2 separate regions of the Mus musculus genome follow, and region 2 is linked to region 1. Evidence: chromatin contacts called from public promoter capture Hi-C data. All regions are on one chromosome and are shown on one strand. Each heading gives the region's core, a stretch centred on a gene start, on an enhancer-like site or on the middle of the called end of the contact. The rest is flanking DNA. Distances are from core to core; before and after follow the strand shown. Region 1 holds the start of Tedc2 (tubulin epsilon and delta complex 2). Region 2 holds the start of Decr2 (2-4-dienoyl-Coenzyme A reductase 2, peroxisomal).

What was found. Promoter capture Hi-C pulls out the DNA fragments that hold promoters and counts their contacts.
Region 2: a contact with region 1 is called in a promoter capture Hi-C map of liver, with 2.5 times the contacts expected there. The contact joins the promoter of Decr2 here to the promoter of Tedc2 in region 1. A contact is called at or near these places in 2 of 39 promoter capture datasets (liver and pre-B cells) and 1 of 9 other capture datasets (adipose tissue).

What each region holds. Positions count from the first base shown.
Region 1 is chr17:24,217,086-24,223,373 of GRCm38.p6, reverse strand. It overlaps Tedc2 (tubulin epsilon and delta complex 2), which reads left to right and starts at 2,523. Exons shown (of 10, transcript NM_028056.2): 1 at 2,523-2,683; 2 at 2,759-2,857; 3 at 3,064-3,122; 4 at 3,241-3,643; 5 at 4,168-4,221; 6 at 5,111-5,204; 7 at 5,374-5,485; 8 at 5,592-5,693. The coding sequence starts at 2,634. Ccnf (cyclin F) reads left to right here. Exons shown (of 17, transcript NM_007634.4): 17 at 1-142.
Region 2 is chr17:26,086,564-26,092,851 of GRCm38.p6, reverse strand. It overlaps Decr2 (2-4-dienoyl-Coenzyme A reductase 2, peroxisomal), which reads left to right and starts at 2,688. Exons shown (of 9, transcript NM_011933.2): 1 at 2,688-2,888; 2 at 3,855-3,923; 3 at 4,779-4,830; 4 at 5,393-5,528. The coding sequence starts at 2,809. Nme4 (NME/NM23 nucleoside diphosphate kinase 4) reads left to right here. Exons shown (of 5, transcript NM_019731.1): 5 at 700-1,107. The coding sequence ends at 823.

The sequences.
Region 1 (6,288 bases), core at 1,274-3,773:
CCCATTGTATCCATGTGACCGTATCTCTGCACTGAATTTCAAGGCCATTCTTTGCCTGTCTTTATTTCTACATTTCTTCTAATGGGGAACAAAAGGAAGCATTTGAAATAGAGGGTATTGAATAAAAAGATAACAGATCCCCAATATTACTGTGCTTCAACTGAAAAAAGAAAAAATCTAGTCCTGCACAGTGCCTCTCCCGACTGTCCCGGCAGGCAGAAGGACTGCAAGAGGACCCGAAGCTCCAAGTCAACGGGGCCTGGGTCATCTGACCTCAGAACCGGAAACTCCTACTCCCACCCCTTGGTTCTAGCCATATGTTCTTTCCTTGTGAAAAACGAATCTTTCTAGAGGATCACCATAAACAATCACTTGTAATCCCCAAGGCCACAAAGATGCAGGAGAGCGAGAAGTCAGAAGAGTTGCTGGGTTTGTGGCTGGATTCCGTGGGGAGAAACCAGCAGGGTCTGGTCCCTTTGAGCATGTCAGCGAATGCTTTGCCTTGTGATTTATGAGGCAGCTGTCCTCAACACCTGGGGTGTCTGCTGAAGCCTGCGCAGATATGCTGACCCCTGAAGAAAGTACCAGGAGTGCCCCAGATACCCTTGAACAAGTACAAACCCATTAGCTCTCTGTTTTCTGTTCCATCCCTATGGCAGCTCTTTTTTACTACTGTTAGCAGCATTCTGACCACCCTGCCGAGGCATTTTGGTTGTTGTCCTACACCTCTGAGTGTTAACCTGGGATGCGTCAGCCTCCTCCCATGAGAGGGGACAGTAATGCCTACCTCACAGGAATGCCGTGAGGATTAAATGCATGAGTGGTAATTATCCCTTTCCTCCCATCTTGTTCATGGTTCCCGAATGGCTCCCTGTAAGAGTACTTGTTACCTGTGGAGAGGACCTGGGTTTGCTTCCTAGCACCCACATGATGGTTCAGAGTCACCTTAAATTCCAGTTGGAAGGTATCTCACCTCTGTGGCCACCAGGTCTACATGTGGCATACAAATATATAGATTCACACACACAAGAAGATCTCAGCCCACTTCCAGCCTGCACCGGTAGGAAACAATTACTCTAGGCACACACCTGGGTCCCTCTGACTTCTATGAAGTCTTAGTCTCCACAGGTCTTAAGTTTCCCTGGGCTACTGGAGGCCCAGTGTAAGTAGGGGTGCCCATCTTCTATCCCAAATATGACAGTGGAACTGCCTAGATCTCAGCCCCTTTCCCACTTGACACTGGGCTAACTTTCTTGCTCTTTTTGTACAGAAACAACCAGGGTTACCTTACTTCTTGGGCTCTAGAACTAATAATTTATATCACCAGTACTGCTGAGCACTGTTCCCTGTCCTCATTTCTTTCAGCAGCCAAGCACATTTTTCACCGTAGAAACAAATGGAAAAGCTGTGTCTAGTGGCAGGCTTCTAAGAGGTGGGAGAAGGAGGCTGCAGAGGCAGCTCATTGGTTTGTAGCATTTGCTGCTTGACCAGAGGACCTGAATTCAGATCCACAAACCCACTCAACCATCTATAACTCCAATTTCAGAAGATCCAGTTCCCTCTTCAGGCCTCCTTGGGCACTAGGCATGCAAGTTGTACGTTGACATACAAGTTTTTTAATTAGGAAATAATTGGGCCGGGCAGTGGTGGCACACACCTTTAATCCCAGCACTTGGGAGGCAGAGGCAGGTGGATCTCAGAGTTGGAGGCTAACCTGGTCTACAAAGTGAGTTCCAGGACATCCAGGGCTACACAGAGAAACCCTGTCTCGAAAAACCAAAAAAGATAAAAGTAAAAAATAATTGAAATGGAGACAGGAAGGTCATGAGTTCAAGGTCATCAGATACATAGTGAATTGAAGGCCAGCTGAGACTACATGAGATTGCACAAACTGACTTGATGGAGAACATAATGTACTGATAATCTATGCCAAACAAGTCAATATTAACCATGTATTGACAAGCTGGCCTAGCTTGGTAGATCTTTGAGGGCAAAGACCATTGCTCTGACCCTTAGCTGCTGTGTTTGCATGTGTCCTATCTACGGCCTCCTGGCCATTCTCTGGGCTTCAGCCTCCCCTCCGCCTATCTATCTACTATCTGACACTCCTCTGTCTCTTGCACAACCTTCCATGACGTAGAGCAGCTTAGCAGACCTATTCTAAGTGCCACATGCTCCAGATTCCCTGGGCTTCATTGTTCACGTCTGGCGCCTGACATTCCTAAGATGTTCCTTGACCCAGTTCTAGCATTGTCTTCTGGCCATATGCTTGATTGCTAAGTCATCCTGGAGTCAGCAAGACCGCTTATCTCTGCTTTCAAAGTAGGTTCGGCAAAACCTGGTTAAGACAAAAAACCAAACTTTAGAGGGTCACGGATGCCCTGTCAGAAGAGCATTATCTGATTAGCCAAATCAGAAGCTATCTTATCTACAGTGGCACTGTCCAGGTTCCAACAGAGCCTTTGCGTCCTCCCGTGGGAGGGGTTAGGGCGGAGTCTGGGATGATGGGTGGAGCTTGAGATGGATTCGCGTTTTGGAGCTGGACTTGCAAGCTGTGCTCAAGATTGGGTAGCCTACCCGGAAGTGGGCGGCCTTCTGCCCGGAAGGCGCGGGACTCCTTGGCGGCGGCAAAAATGCTTGGTGTTAAAGGAAACTACCTACTACCCGCAGACTGCGCTCACCGGTGGGTCTCGTGCAACGGAAGGGAATTGGGCGGACGGGAGCGAGGTTCGGAGGCTCACATAGTACCTGTCCTCAGGCTGGTAGCGGAGCTGCAGGGCGCCTTGGACTCCTGCGCCGATCGGCAGCGGCAGTTGGAGCGGAGCCTGCGCGTTTCCAGGAGGCTGCTGCAGGTCTGGTACGCGGACCCAGGACCTCCTGGCCAGTCCCTCCTCGGACCATCAGGATTATGCAGAGTCCCAGGGCCTAGAAGGCCAAATACAAATGCATGCTTTTAGACTCCGGTTGCCATTGCTATCCTTACCCCTTATCCAGGGTCTGAGGCTGGGAATCTGCTTAGGGATAGAATGTTTGGACCATACCATGGCTGCCCTGTCTTTGCAGGGAACCAGCCAGGACCCCATCTCCAGTTCCAGAAACCAAAGAAGAGGACCCAAGTCCAGGTAAACGTTAGCTGCTTTTTATGGGTGCTGTCCCTGGCCTTTCTCTGGCTTGCTGTCATGGGGGAATCCATCCTGGGACAGTGAGGAGGAATTCTTGCATGGTTCTTGACGTTCATAGCATGTGCACCGAGTTCTCAAGATCTCGAGGAGCTGGAACTTTTGACCCAGGCTCTGGAGAAGGCTGTACGTGTGAGGAAAGGCGTGTCCAATGCTGGACAAAGAGACAGAACCCCCACTCTGACATCTAAGGCAGCCACTTCTGGTGCCGCTGCCGCCTCCCATCCTCGGGCTCCCAGCCGGGGTGGCAGCCGTGTATTGGGTACAAGATCCACCAAGGGTATACAGCGGGCCACAGCCCCTCCCAAGGATTACCCTGAGCACAGACTACGATCAAAGGGTGATAAGACCCATGTAAGAACACAAGACCAAACTACTGGGTATGGACCAGACCTCAGGGACCAACAAATGACCCCGTCATCTGCTCATCACACCACAGAACTCTTCGCATTAAAGGAGAAGGGGTAAGCTTCCCAGACGCTCGTATCCTGACAGGGCATTGAGCTGGTTGAGGAAGCCCCTGGTGCCGACCCGTAAGGGTCATGCACTGAAGCAAACAGGGCAGAACAGGGTTGGGATGGTATCAGGTTTGTCGTTCTGGAGCCTAACCAGCCCATGAGCTCTCTGGACTGGGCGAGCACCCACCCTCCTCCAGAAGCCGTTTTCAAAAAGCTTGTCAGAATTAAGCTGTTAAAGGAGAGGAGGTGAGAAGGTTCGCCCCAATGGGTTCTGAGCCATGAGTAAGAATGACAGTCCTAATGCCGGGCTTGGTGGCCCACGCCTTTAATCCCAGCACTCGGGAGGCAGAGGCAGGCAGATTTCTGAGTTCGGGGCCAGCCTGGTCTACAGAGTGAGTTTCAGGACAGCCAGGGCTACACAGAGAAACCCTGTCTCAGAAAAAAAGCAAAACAAAACAACAATAACAAAAAGAATGACAGCCCTAGAATGTGAGGAGACTGCTCTTAGCATTGGCTTCTCTCTCTCACAGGACTCTCCTGCAGCTACCTGAGGACTTCAGGAAGGCAGTGTCTCGGAATTCCTGGTAAGGCTGAGTGGTGACAGAGACAGGAAAACATTGCAAACATTGGGAAGGGGAGGTCTCTCTGCTTCTGCACTCACTAATCCCTGTGCATGCTGAGGCTTTGAAGTTCCCAGTTAAACCAAGCAACCTTTTGTCTGTTTCCTCCTCCTCCTCCTCCTCCTCCTCCTCTCCCTCCTCCTTCCTCTCTCTCTCTCTCTCTCTCTCTCTCTTTTTTTTTTTTTTTTTGGTTTTTTGAGACAGGGTTTCTCTGTGTAAACCTGGCTGTCCTGGAACTCACTCTGTAGACCAGACTGGCCTCAAACTTAGAAATCCGCCTGCCTCTGCCTCCCAAGGGCTGGCATTAAAGGTGTGCGTCACCACTGCCTGGCACGTCCTTCTTGTTTTAACGTAGCGTGCGTGTGTGTTTGGGTGAGCATGTCACCAGGAGAGGGGAGTCGGGGTGCCTGGATCTGCAGTCACAGTGGTTGTGAGCTGCCCGAGTCCATGCTGGGATCTGAACTCAGGTCCTCTATTAAAGGACCACCGTGTGCTCTTAACTGCTGTCTCCAGCCCCAGTCTTAAGGGCTGAATGTAGACACTTAGTCTACAAATTCCAGACTGTCTTCCTTCTGGAATCACAGTAATGGGCCCTGTTTTATAGAAGTGCTGTGTGGTCAAACAGTGGCTCCTCTCACATGTTTGTACTGTGCCTGGAAAGATCTCTGCTGCCCCCTTGTTTTGGACAATATCTCTAGGTTCTCTGAGGCTTCGGTTGCCTCCTCCTGCCATCTAGCAAAGCCATACACCTAAGGGGATATGCCCCTGCCCATCACTTCCCCTGCCTCTTAAGCTATACTCTGGTTGGTTAAAATAACTTTGTTCCTCTGGTGTGCCTTTGGGCCTGTTTCAGCCTGTGGGCCCAGCTCAACTCTGCACGAACCAACGACTCCACAGATGCCACTAGAGCCGCCAAAACTCAGTTCCTCCACAAACTCCAGATGGCTGTATCCTTACTGTCATGGGGAAACTGGGCGTCCTAGAACAGGCTCTAAGCGGGGCAGGTTTGGGAAAGGACCAGTGTGGCCTGTGATGTGGCAGTGCTGTCTCTCCAAACTCATCTTGGGTGGGAGGGTTGGGTCTGGCCACAGACGGGTTTCCCTAACTAATACACAGTCAGGCTGTTCCAGCCACAGGCCCAGTGCTACAGAGGTGGAGGCGCACGCACGGATCCTGAGGAAGGCCTGTATGCTGCTGAGACTTCGTATGCAAAAGGAACTTGCAATAGGTCAGTGGTCCTGACTGGAACTTGGGTGGAGGGTAGAATGTAAAAGAGGGACAGGCAGGGTTTGGGGACCATCATGGACCCTGCTTGCCCTCCTTCACTTGTGTAGCTCCCACTGACTGGATGCAGGAGTACCGATGCCTGCTCACCCTGGAAGGACTGCAGACCGTTGTAGGACAGTGTCTCCACAGGATACAGGTGCTGCAAGCAGGTGAGGTTTCTAGCCCAGCACTACCTGTGCTGAGGTCTGAATTAGGGTCGAGTAAAGCAAGAAATTATTTTCTGGTGTGTGTGTGTGGGGGGGCTGTTATACCTCTTTTTGTTCATAAATAACTATTGGGAGTTTCTGTCCCATGACTGGTTGTATAGATCCCGAGTAAACGACACAGAAACACTATAATTTTTTTTGTTTGTTTTTTTGAGACAGGGTTTCTCTGTATAACCCTGGCTGTCCTGGAACTCTGTAGACCAGGCTAGCCTCCAACTCAGAAATCCGCCTACCTCTGCCTCCCAAGTGCTGGGATTAAAGGCGTGTGCCACCATGCCCGACTATAATTTATTTTATTTACATATAAAATATATACACACACACACACACACACATATATATATATATATATATGTAAGCTATAGGCACTACGCTGAGAGGTTGTTTCGAACTTTTCTAATTCTTCCGTCTGTTAAAACCACACAAATGTCAGTCACATGCCAATCTTGTCTCCATGGATGCCTCTGCTCTGTCAGCCTGTCCTCAGGGTTCTCCTGGTCCATCCCTCTCTGTTCTCTTCCTCCTTCCCCTCCCCCTC
Region 2 (6,288 bases), core at 1,439-3,938, 1.9 Mb before region 1:
CCTTTCCCCTTCCTCCTTCCCTTCATTTTTCTCATGTAATCTAGGCTGGTCTCAAACTGATTATATTGCTGAGCGCAGCCATGAATTTGTACTCTCCCTGCCTCTGCCTAGTACTGCCTACCGAGTGCTGGGGATCAAAATCAGGGGTTTGTGCATGCCAGGCAAGCAAGCACTCTACCAACTGAGCTTCATCTCTGGCTCTCGTCTCCCTTATTTATTTATTTATTTATTTATTTATTTATTTATTTATTTATTTATATTTTATTTTATCTTTGTGTGTGCATATGCCTGTAGTGCCTGCAGAAGCCAGAAGAGGGTGCTAGATGCCTGGAGCCAGAGTTACAGGTAGTTGTGAGCCACTGTATTTGGGTGCTGGGAACCAAGGTCTGGGTCTCTGCAAGAGAGGATGTGCTCCAACTGCCATGCCATCTCTCCAGCCCCCGTCTTCTATTCTGAGACAGGGTCTCCCTCTCTAATCCAGACTGGCCACGATTCAAGGCAGTCCTGCAATCTCAGCTTCTTCAGTGCCCTTGTTATAGGCTTGTAGCACCATAACCAACTCCAAAATCTCCTTCTCTTCTCTACGGTCACCTTGTTCCCTGACAGAGGGCAGCAGGTTAGAGGCAAGATAGCCCTGGGGTCCCAATCCAGACTTAAACTGGACTCAACCACAGACTCCACCTTTTCCACCTCTCACAGGAACGTCATCCATGCTAGCGATTCTGTGGATGGGGCCCAGAGGGAGATCGAGCTGTGGTTTCAGAGCAGCGAACTGTTGAACTGGGCAGATGGTGGTCACCACAGCAGCTGCTACCCTGCCTGAGGGCTTGCACTGCCTTCTGCACTTCAGGTCTACCCATGACCTACTACCTCTGTCAACAAGAAGTCAAGCCCCCATGCTTCCCATGTCCCCAAACCACTCCCTACTCCCGCTCTACCCAACTCCAGCCCAGGGGAGTCTAAGCCTCAACTCTATGTGCCTTTTTGTATCCTAAGTCAATACAATATTGGACCATGTCCTTGTGTACAAAAGTGCCAGACAACCTTTGGGGCATTGTCAAAGGTGACTTCACCTGCCTCAAAGGAGAGACATTAAAATTTTATGCTTAAAATGGAAATGGTCTACTTACTAGTTCTGCTATCTCAGCACTGTGTGACCTTTCCTGGGAGATATGAACAAATGCTTGTTCACCCCCTCTAGGGCACCAATAACAGACTAGAGTAACAATTCCAACCATTTCCAGTTGGTGAACCCATGAGTTCGTTGGACTGGCTTATGGGACCGTGGATGAGAGATTGGCCACAGAAACATGGGTGACCTCAGGACAGCCGAGTCACTGAAAGGTCCCCCTGCCCCCAGCATGGGCAGTGACAGCAAGCCTGATGGGATCCTGCTTTCAGTTTACCTACCTCCTACAGGGGAGTAGAAAGTCCTAGGTGAGGAGTTAAGGCCAGTGTATAATGCCGATCCTGGATTACTACTCCCCTAGTCCCAGCTACCACCGTATTCTACTTATTTCATTGGCACGACTACAGGGCCAAGCTATAGGTCACCAGAGCAATGATGCACCATGATGTCCCATAGTCATGACAAATGTGGAGGAAATTGCTTTACTCAAGCACTTTAATGAGTGTTTTTATGCATGGTATAAAACATTAGGCCTGAAGCTTAGAGCTTTGAGTAAAGAAAGGAAGGATCCCTCGACTTTGGGTAAATGCAAGAACCAAGCAAGAATCCAGGGCCCATGAAATTGAGAATCCAATTGGGGTTCTTTTGCGGGCGCTGGTATAGCTCCTGCCCATCTGATTTGTCTGAGGATGGCAGTAAAGAATAGACCGGACCTGAGGCTTCTTCAAGGCCCAGTGAGCGAGCCTTCAGTAGGAGTACACACCAGTCTTTGTGGGTATTGTGTATCAGGTCTCCTGAAGTTGGAACAGCAGAGCCTAACACTCCAAGGGCTACTCTCATCTCTCCCTCAATGCAACCCAGGCACAAAAGAGTATCCTCCACTCCCGACCTGATGCTGTCCATGATGACCACCACGGCCTGATGTCCATTTATGTTCACATTGACACATGTAAGTCACATCTCACCCCGGATCCCAGAGTCACTGATTCAGTTGCAGGTACATCATGACAGCTTCTGTGGCTAATTTGATAAGTCATTTCACTCTTTGACATCTAGACAATGGAACCCAGTTCTTGGTTCTCTGAGTTTCAGTGCAGTGATTCTTGCCAGCCAGCAAGAGGTTCACTCTGGACTTTCCACCCGGGTTAGCCACGAGAGGGAGCTATTGGGTTTGCAAGCTCCAGATTCTCTGCACTGGGAGGTAGTGTCCAAGAGCGGTGTTCATCTGGAGTTCCGACTTCCACAGCTGATAGCACGCAGCCCGGCCAGCTTGGGTATATGGACTAAGTGGCTGCACAGACACCAACTGGGAAAGGAACCGGGCATTTAACTGGCTGGAGCGTCTCTGGGCCTCTGTATCAGTGCCTCCTCCCATTCTCAGTCCCAGCAGGCTGCGCGCCACCGAGGGCGGGGTGTCCGCCTGGTCGAGTGGGAAGGGCTGGAGGCTGGGAGTTGCGGGAGGGTCTGTGATAGGAAGGCTTGAAGGGCCCAGGCACCTTTTTGGGGTGGGGCGCCCCTGTCCCACCCCCGTCTGATGGGCGGCTTGATGTGGGGGCAGAACTTTGGTCCTGGATCTTTCTGGGCGGAGCGAGCAACCTGCAGAACGCTGCGTTTTGCGTTGGAAAGGTAGATCTGGTTCCTGGTTCCACTGTCCTTGCCATCCCGGACACGCAGCAATCATGGCCCAGCCGCCGCCCGACGTTGAGGGGGATGACTGTCTTCCTGAATACCACCATCTCTTCTGCCCGGATCTTCTCCAGTGAGCTAAAGCAGGGAACCAGGGGGCGATCCAGACTTGGGGCACAGGGTTTAACGAATCTGCCACTGGATGTGACATCACAGAGGACAGATGCTCAGTACTCCGTTCCTGGGCAATCGTAGACCTGAAGTTTCTTGGGGTTCTGGAAGAATGGGATGAGGGACTGAGGGTGGAAGCTGCTCACTTTGTTTTGTTTTGTTTTAGAGACAGGGTTTCTCTGTATAGCCTTGGCTGTCCTGGAAGTCACTTTGTAGACCAGGCTAGCCTCGAACTCAGAAATCCGCCTGCCTCTGCCTCCCGAGTGCTGGAATTAAAGGCGTGCGACACCACGCCCGGCGCTTGCTCACTTTTGAAAACAAGTCTCTCTTGGTAACTTACTACGCAGAAAATTTTAGGCTAAATAAACTCCTTCACCTCCGAACTTCTAGGGAGCCTAAAAATAACCGACTTTAAAGATTGCAGTTTTATGGCTGGGGATTTATGTCTTGCAAATTCATTGAGTACCTGTTTAGCAGGAGCATGTTTTCCTTCATAGCGAAACTGGGTAGAAGTTCATGGAGTGAAAGTTCTCCACGGGCCGCTTATCTATTTGAGCTTGAGTTAACAGAGATCTATCTATCTAAAGCTCTTCGAGATGAGGTTTCTCTGTGAAGCCCTGGCTGTCCTAGAACTCTCTCTGTAGACCAGGCTGGCTTTTAATTCTTGGTCCCCCTGTCTCCACTTCTCACAGGCTGGAATTACAGGCATGCATCCCCCATCAAGCTAAAACATGGTTTTCAAAGAAGAGTTTAGGGACTAGAGAGATGGCTGAATAAGTTCAGAGCACTTACTGTTCTTGCAGGAGACCCAGCATTGGTTCCCAGCATCCACACGAGGACTCAACTCTCTGTAGGCACACAGGCAAAACACTCATACTGGTAAAACAAATAAATATTTAAAAATGACTACATTTTCTTGTTTTTGAAGGGACAAAGTGGCCTTTATCACAGGTGGTGGTTCTGGGATTGGCTTCCGGATCGCAGAGATTTTCATGAGGTACACACTACCGGAACCCTTCCTGCCACCTTACGTCCCTTTGTCTGGATCTTGGTGGATTTGGGGGAGTGGTTGAATGCTGTCTTGGGGAGAGGTCAGGACCTTTGTGGTCTCCTAGAATTAGTTGAGACTGTGTGTGACTAGCCTCACAGCCTCGTACGTTGACGGGGTGCTGCTGATGTGGGAGAAGAGTGTCCCTTGGACACAGGTTTTGTGACCTCATTGAGAGGATTAGCAGCTCGATACCAAAGCTGGTGGAGGCTCAGAATTGTGGAGGTGGAGGTAGAAGAACCCTTCTCCAGTCTTCCCCAGCACTCAGCTTTTCACAACTGGACGTGAGTCCCACAAGAATCGACTGAGGCTCCAAGTAGTAGATTATTATTCAGAGCTGGTGGCTTTATGAAGTTTCTTCTAGTAGAACAAAGCCCTGTCTATTCAGAGTCGGGAAGATTAAATAAGCTGGTGTAGCTTCTATGAAAACCTGTGGAGCAGGTCATAGACACTGTTGTCACCGGGTGGCTCCCCCTCTCAAAATGGGCTCCTGTTCTTCACTCCAGTGTCCCAGCAGGGCCCTGCACAGATATGGGATTGACACCAGTATCCCACTACACCCTCTCTGCCATGTACATGGTATCTGAGGCAGGGTACCCCAAGCCAGAGACACACCACAGACACCTAGGAGTGGGCAGCCATGGCATCCAGAAGTCTGTCTAGACTTACACAGTTGTGCCTGCTGCCGGTCAGGCCAAGAAACTAAGAAACTTGGGGGAGTTCCTTCTGGAGTAGTGCTTGCTGGGAGCCCCCCAGGGTTTGTCCCTCATCTTTTCTTCTCAGGCCTACTATCTGGTTTTATAGGCATGGCTGCCACACTGTCATCGTCGGCAGGAGTCTGCAGAAAGTGACCACGGTGAGAAGAAAGCTGTGGGGAGGAGTCCTGAGACCCAGAGGATAGAAACAGAACAAAATCTGTCTCTTCTTGAGCAGAGGAGCTCAGTGGAAATGGAGTCTCAGAGATCCCCTGGACTTTTTTTTTTTAGAAGTTTGGTTATTGGGTCATGTTTTTAGAAGTTGTCTGGTTCCAGAATGGCTCAGTAGGACCGTCAGTGTTAAAGGCCATCACTCCAGCCATCTACCCTCCAGGCCAGGCGGAATGTAGGCAGAAGGTGGGGTCTGGGATGGGTGACAGATTATAGAGAATGCAGGCTGTCTTACCAACATCCACCAGGGGTCTGGACCCAGGATGTCGCTATTTTCAAGCTAAGTCTCCCTGGCAGGTACCCCAACAAACTTGGGGTCCTAATGTAATGTAGATGAGTCATTCCCATGAAGTTCTTAAGGGTGTGCTTCTTCAGGCTGAGGCTGCTTTTCCAGGCTAAGGCTGCTTCTCTGGGCTGAAAATGCTTCTCCAGGCTGAGGCTGCTACTCTGGGCTTAAGCTGTCATCCAGCTCTCTTTCTCTCTGCTGTCTAGGCTGCTAAGAAGTTGGTTGCTGCCACCGGAAAGCGGTGCCTCCCTCTGTCTATGGATGTCCGAGTTCCCCCAGAGGTCATGACTGCTGTGGATCAAGCGCTGCAAGAATTTGGCAAAATCAACATCCTCATTAACTGTGAGTGTGGCTTAGTGAGGCCAGAGTCTGCTGATAGGTTAGAAGTGCCGTCCGGAAGCTCCAGAACTCTGGTCCAAGGGCAGTGATGTGACAGAGCCTAGGTGTTTGTCTTGGTTGAACTATCGCCTCACAATCGGTTCTGGCCCAGCTGTGACCTTTCAATTAGGACAATCTAGAGTATGCTCTGCCCTGGACTGTTTCCTACGTCACACAGGTCAGCAAACTCTAAGCTACCCTGGATGTCCTCTGGACATGACTAAGTCACATACAGGGTGTTTTGTGTACTGAATTTTTTTTTTTTTTTTGGTTTTTCAAGACAGGATTTCTCTGTATAGCCCTGGCTGTCCTGGAACTCACTCTGTAGACCAGGCTGGCCTGGAACTCAGAAATCTGCCTGCCTCTGCCTCCCGAGTGCTGGGAATAAAGGCGTGTGCCACCACGCCCGGCATGTACTGAAATTTCTACTTTAAAAAAACAATGGGAAGAGAGGCCCCTTGGTCTAGCAAAGATTCTATGCCCCAGTACAGGGGAATGTCAGGGCCAGGAAGCAGGAATGGGTGGGTTGGGGAGCAGGGCAGGGGGAGGGCATAGGGGACTTTCGGGACAGCATTTGAAATGTAAATGAAGAAAATATCTAATAAATTTTTTTTTGTTTTTTTTCGAGACAGGGTTTCTCTGTGTAGCCCTGGCTGTCCTGGAACTCACTATGTAGACCAGGCTAGCCTCGAACTCGGAAATCCGCCTGCCTAATAAATTTAAG